2 separate regions of the Mus musculus genome follow, and region 1 is linked to region 2. Evidence: chromatin contacts called from public HiChIP or PLAC-seq data. All regions are on one chromosome and are shown on one strand. Each heading gives the region's core, a stretch centred on a gene start, on an enhancer-like site or on the middle of the called end of the contact. The rest is flanking DNA. Distances are from core to core; before and after follow the strand shown.

Region 1 (3,150 bases), core at 383-2,882, 140 kb before region 2:
AAGCCCCTTGGCATCTTGGTTTTGAGCTTCTGGCCTTCTGAGCCTCAGAAGAGCGATCTTCTGTAAATTTAATGCACCCACTGTGGTGTGGTAATTTTAAGGAAGCCCAAAGAAATAAATACAGGGCCTGGAATTGTCACAAGGTCAGACTGGTGCCGGTATTCTGGGACCACCAGAAGCTGTCACAGGGACAGAAAGAGGCAGAGCTACCATTGCACAACTCCCAGCAGCCCTTGGGCTCCTGGGATGCCCAAGGATCTGTCAACAATTACTTTTTCTTGCATAATCTGATTACAGCCATTTCCTGCCACTTTTTACAAACCTCCTCAAGCCCTAATCTGTAACTGTGTCCTAGCTTTCTGCCCAAGAGCTGCTACAGAGGGAAGGAGCCACGGGGCAAGAGCTAGGCATAGGCAAAGAGGCTGTGCTTTCTCTACCAAGGCGCAGGTGTCCTGGACAGAGCCCCTTTGAAGACAGCAGGCTAGGCATTGCACTGGGCCTGAGGCCACCACTCAGATATCATGGAAAGGGGGGGGGGGCGCCTCTAGGGTGTTCCTTTTGTTTTTAATACCTGACTCCACGATCCAGGTTTGCTCCTTAATAAATAACTCCTCTCAGGTGCATTTGAGAGGCTGCCTGAGCCTCTATTGCTGTCCGGCAAACAGGAAAATGACTCGACCCACAGAATGAGGACATTTCTCTGGACTAGGCAAGTTTATAGGCAAATTGGCAGAAGGGATGGGGACGGAATTCCACTGTGTGCTTGCTGCCTTCTGTGGGACATCTCTCTCCTGGCCAGAAGCTAAGTCCCTTAGCCAGCTGGCACTGGGGTGAGCCCCTGAGGCTGGCACCATTCCAAAACGTGCGGCACAAGAGGATGCTTGGAAATGGAGAGAGCAAGATTTCAGGAGAAGAGGGGGTCTGCACACCCCCATATTACCTCGTGAGTCTTTGAGGAGGGGTACGCGGGCAGGGGCAGAGTGGGGTCAAGCCCCAGCTCAGTCTGGGAACTCATTGGATCTTTAGATCTTTCTCTTGCTGTCTTCTTCATTAACCTTGGCGGAGCAGGGACATCTATCCCTCCTCAAGACGTGTAACTGTTTACTGGTCCTGTCTGTTTAGATGCGAATAGTCAATCAGTAGCAGGCAAAGGGATGCGAACTCAGTAGCAGGCAAAGGGATGCGAACCCAGCCTCCAGCCTCAGCCCCAGCTCTCCATCACCCGCCACAGAGCTCACACTTTCTGCCAGGGCTCCTCCTCCCCATCCACCCCAGCGAGGGACACCCGCGCGCCCCTGGGAGGAGTGTGCCTCGGCCCGCCGCTAATCGCCCCCGGCCCCCGCCTTCGCCCGGGTTTCCCGGCCAGAGACGCCCCGGCCTCCCTCGCTTGATCCGGCTCCCGGAGCAGGCCGGGCCACCGATTGGCCGGCGGTAATTACGGGCACGCTCCAGGAGGGGGGCTGGGCGGGGGCGGCCTCCCGCGAGCATAAATTATGCAAATAGCAGGCGCCGCACGGGGCTGACCTGCCGCCTCTCGCCATTCACCCGCGCCGCCTCGGGGGCGGAGGTGGCCAGGGAGGGGGCGCCCATTGTTGCGCGCCGTACTTAAGGGGTCCTGAGGCCGGTCGTGTGCCACACTTGGTGCTCACAGGAGCTGATCTGATCGCCGGCGACATCACTCAGGAGACCAGCCCGGCGCGTGGCCCCTGCAGGCGAGGCGAGGAGGGCCAAGCCCATTCACTCCCTGAGCCCCTGCGATCTTCCCGGCCCTCGCGCCTGCAGCAGGCACAGGCTAGCCCCGGGTCGTACGGACAGTAAGTGCGCTTCGAAGGCCGACCTCCAAACCTCCTGTCCGTCTGTCGGTCCTGCACACTGCAAGATGCCTGCCCCTTTGGAGACCTGCATCTCTGATCTCGACTGCTCCAGCAGCAACAGCAGCAGCGACCTGTCCAGCTTCCTCACCGACGAGGAGGACTGTGCCAGGCTACAGCCCCTAGCCTCCACCTCGGGGCTGTCCGTGCCAGCCCGGAGGAGCGCTCCCGCCCTCTCCGGGGCATCGAATGTTCCCGGTGCCCAGGACGAAGAGCAGGAACGGCGGAGGCGGCGAGGTCGCGCTCGGGTGCGGTCCGAGGCTCTGCTGCACTCCCTGCGGAGGAGTCGTCGCGTCAAAGCCAACGATCGCGAGCGCAACCGCATGCACAACCTCAACGCTGCGCTGGACGCCTTGCGCAGCGTGCTGCCCTCGTTCCCCGACGACACCAAGCTCACCAAGATTGAGACGCTGCGCTTCGCCTACAACTACATCTGGGCCCTGGCTGAGACACTGCGCCTGGCAGATCAAGGGCTCCCCGGGGGCAGTGCCCGGGAGCGCCTCCTGCCTCCGCAGTGTGTCCCCTGTCTGCCCGGGCCCCCGAGCCCGGCCAGCGACACTGAGTCCTGGGGTTCCGGGGCCGCTGCCTCCCCCTGCGCCACTGTGGCATCACCACTCTCTGACCCCAGTAGTCCCTCGGCTTCAGAAGACTTCACCTATGGCCCGGGCGATCCCCTTTTCTCCTTTCCTGGCCTGCCCAAAGACCTGCTCCACACGACGCCCTGTTTCATCCCATACCACTAGGCCTTTGTAAGGCAACATCAATACTTTCTTCCTCCCCCAGTCTAAGAGCAATAATAGATGGGGAACTGGCTGAAGCCTCCGGGGGCCACACTTACCCCCAAGTGAATTCTGGGAGCTTTAAAGGGGGGAGGGGGAATACCTGACCACTTGTTAGGTTGCTGCACCCTCGCTGAAGCTGCCCTCGGTCTATTTCTCCACCCCCAGCACGGCCTCCCCCCCCCCCCGCCCGCCCCCAGACGGCCTTTCGTTTTTGTTGCACTTTCTGAACTTCACAAAACCTTCTTTGTGACTGGCTCAGAACTGACCCCAGCCACCACTTCAGTGTGGTTTGGAAAAGGGACAGATGAGCCCCTGAAGACGAGGTGAAAAGTCAATTTTACAATTTGTAGAACTCTAATGAAGAAAAACGAGCATGAAAATTCGGTTTGAGCCGGCTGACAATACAATGGCAAGGCTTAAAAAGGAGCCACAAGGAGTGGGCTTCATGCATTATGGATCCCGACCCCCGCCACTGTGGGCTTGCTCCAGGAAGAACC
Region 2 (2,879 bases), core at 257-2,756:
CATGGAGCAGTTTATGTTTGTTGAGCACTTAACTCTGTGCCAGGTACCAGTGAAATGTTTTCCATTGGGCAGTTCACTGAATCCACAACTCACCCGAAACGCTTCCAGAGCTGCTCAGCACAGGTAACTCAGCTCCCCACAGGGCGGCTCCTCCACAGGCTCTGCTGGGTCGGAATTCTCAGCAGGTAAAGAGCACTGGCGCCCAGGACCGTTAGTCCACTCTGTACCTCCTTGTTCCAGGCCGCCCCTGGGCAGGCACCTCAGGATGACTAGTGTACGCCCAGACTTTGCTAGTGAAGCCCCAGCCTGGCGGGACAGGCTCCAGGGCAGTCCCGGGAAACTACCAGTGTGTGCCCGGGATCTGTCTGGGCTGCAGACTGCAGGATGACAGACAGGCACGAGGCCAAGGGTAAGGGAAGTCCAGAGCATGTGTGGGAAAGGGTGTGGCCAAGGAGGGGCTGGTCCTTGGGTGACCTGTGCTGGGGTTTCAGGAGGACCTGGCCAGTGCCGGCAGACACGGAACAAGCACATTGCTGGGGAGCGACCGTGCAGCCAAGAGCTGCAGGAGGAGCTGCATAGGCCACAGAGCTGGAAGGCTTGCCCAAACCGGGGTGTAAGGTTGTGTTGCTCGGGGTTCTGGGAAGGGAGAGGACAGTAGGAGACTTCTGGACCAATGCCCATTTGGCCCCTCAAAGAAGGGGGTGTAGAACGGAGTTCTGGGTGTGTGTAGAGCTTGTGCAAATTCTCAGACAGTGTCCCCAGAAGCTGCGGCCCTGCTTGGGGTCCCTCCTTTTGCAGCAGTCTGCTCCTTCTGTTACCCCTAGAAACACTCTTGCTGTGGAGGGCAACCTGAAGTTCCGTGTGCCTTGCTGTGGGGAGGCTGCACCATCTGCGAGGCCACATCTAAGCCCTGGACAGCGTGGAGCAGCGTGTTTTGCGATTGCTCGCTCTTGTTTAGATGTCTTCCCAGGTTTCCCTGGCTCCCCACTGCCGTGCCGCCTGTGTGAGCTCATGTCAAAGCGCCGCCCCCACAGCATGCACAGCTCGCTGCTGTGCCTAGTTTCCCTCTAGAAGTCCATCTGGGAAGTGGTGCCAAGCGGGAGCTTTTGAAACCAGCTCCCTCTTTACATTTTAGTCTCTAAGTCATTTCATTTCGGCAGACATCTGATTCTTCACCCTTCCTGGGCTGAATTAAGAACAAATGGCTGTGGCCTTCCATACTAAAACAAACATGCACATTAACCATCTCCTTGTAAACTGATTGAGAGACCTTGAAGGTGACCAGTTGGGGGTGCAGAGGGCCCCCAAGGCTGGGCTGCACAGGCTTCCTGAGGCCACCTCCCTGTCCTCCTCTTCCTCCTCAGAGTTCTGTAGCCTCAGCAGCTGGCTCTGGTTCTCCCGGGGCCACGGGCCCCCTGCTGGGGTCAGATGAAAGTCCCAGAGCCCATCCTAAGGCAGAGTTAGCAGCAAGGCTGCCTGTGGCTGCCTGGGGTGCTGCGTTCTGTCAAGGCGGGTCTGGCAGGACTGAGGTTAATGGAGTTCAAGTGCATTTTTCAAACATATGTAAACTGTTAAGTGTAACAGAAAAGGAGAAACTGCAGGGAGGAGGCACCAGGGTTTCTGTGCCTTTCTCTTGCTTTTGATTCCCATGCACACCTATTCATCTGGTTCCTTAGATGGAAGGAACCCTGGTGTTCAAGGCTGTGCTGCCGCTGTCTCGTCCCCCTACCCCCAATAAGGGCATTGTAGTAAGCAGTAGCTTGCATTTACTAGGCATTTTACTTAGTAACTCAGCCTTTACAAACAGTTTGACAGAATGGGAAACCGAGGCTTGGCGTTGTCTCGGCCACAGCAAATATCAGGAGCTAAGGTTCAAACCTCCGGGCCCAGGGCCTCCCGTGGTGCGTTTGCCCTCATGGCTGCCACCCTTTGCCTTAGTCCAGCTGGAGGTGCTGGAAGCTCACGGGTGCAAAGGCAAAGGAGGGCTTCCTGGGGGAGGATCTACTGGAGCACGGAGATCGGCAGTGGGTAACAGCGAGGTGAGGCTAGCCAACAATACATGTGTCGCTCTTCCGTTAGCGTGCGTGTCAAATATCTTTACTCTGACTTTACTCTCCTTGTCCAATGGAATGGATTTTAGAGACTCCCAAGTTAGGCTGTGCATCTGTCTCGTTGGTAGTCTTTGTGGGACTGGGCTAGACGCCGCCTGGATCACGGAGCCAAGAGAGCAGGGATTGGCTTGGGCGGCCTTGCAGGAAGCAGAAGAGTGGCTTGCCCCTGAAGACTGTCTAGTGCCTGCACAGCCTTTACTCCACAGAATGCCCCAAGCCCAGGGCAGGGCAGGAGTGGGCTCTGGGACAGGCCAGCAGCAGGGAGCCTCACCGTGGCAGAGCTCCAGCAAGGGATAGCTCTGCAGGCTACAGTCTCCACATCCTCCCTGCCCCAAGGTAGGGAGGGGGCAGTAGAGTCTGTGGTGGACTCCAGGCCCCTGAGGGAATCAGAGGGGGACCAAGGTGTGGTCAGGACACAGGAAGTTCTTAGCAGTCGCCCTCCAATTGGGGTTGATTGGGTTAAGGCCTTCCGGAACGGTGTCCCAGCTCTGAACCTAGTGAAGTCAGCGGAGGGGGGAGGAATCAAAAGGAATACAATAAACAGATTTCCCTGTCTTGCTGTTGGCTCCGTAGCAGGTATCTGTACTCTCTTTGGGATTACGTGAACATTTGCTTTCTTTGATCCCTGATTGTTACTTCCAATTACTCTTTCGTTAGACAAGATGCTTCAGACAGTTCTGGAAAAGCCCAAGATTCTTTCCTATCGCGAGGCTGTGTTTGGAGTTTGGCTCGACCTCACCGCATCACCTGTTAACTGTTAGAGTCTAA

Evidence for each region. HiChIP or PLAC-seq counts read pairs in DNA pulled down with a chosen protein or histone mark.
Region 1: a contact with region 2 is called in an H3K27ac HiChIP or PLAC-seq map of embryonic stem cells, with 6 read pairs. The contact joins the promoter of Neurog1 here to the enhancer-like site in region 2. A contact is called at or near these places in 1 of 39 promoter capture datasets (pre-B cells), 4 of 484 Hi-C or Micro-C datasets (B cells, embryonic stem cells, large pre-B cells and 1 more), 2 of 115 datasets of contacts at active chromatin or transcription factors (both in embryonic stem cells) and 1 of 9 other capture datasets (liver).

The regions. Positions count from the first base shown.
Region 1 is chr13:56,250,662-56,253,811 of GRCm38.p6, reverse strand. It overlaps Neurog1 (neurogenin 1), which reads left to right and starts at 1,632. Exons shown (of 1, transcript NM_010896.3): 1 at 1,632-3,150. The coding sequence starts at 1,880. The coding sequence ends at 2,614.
Region 2 is chr13:56,111,303-56,114,181 of GRCm38.p6, reverse strand. The region is part of intron 2 of Macroh2a1 (macroH2A.1 histone); the gene reads left to right. It overlaps Gm31485 (a long non-coding RNA gene), which reads left to right. Exons shown (of 2, transcript XR_382468.4): 1 at 1-2,447; 2 at 2,769-2,879. Among named protein-coding and RNA genes, the nearest start is that of Gm31485, 8.4 kb to the left of the region's middle. Within about 2 kb of position 1,506, at least 75 of the 459 cell types and tissues checked have an H3K27ac peak or open chromatin away from gene starts, as enhancers often do. A contact at or near this core is called in embryonic stem cells and liver, where this site is marked.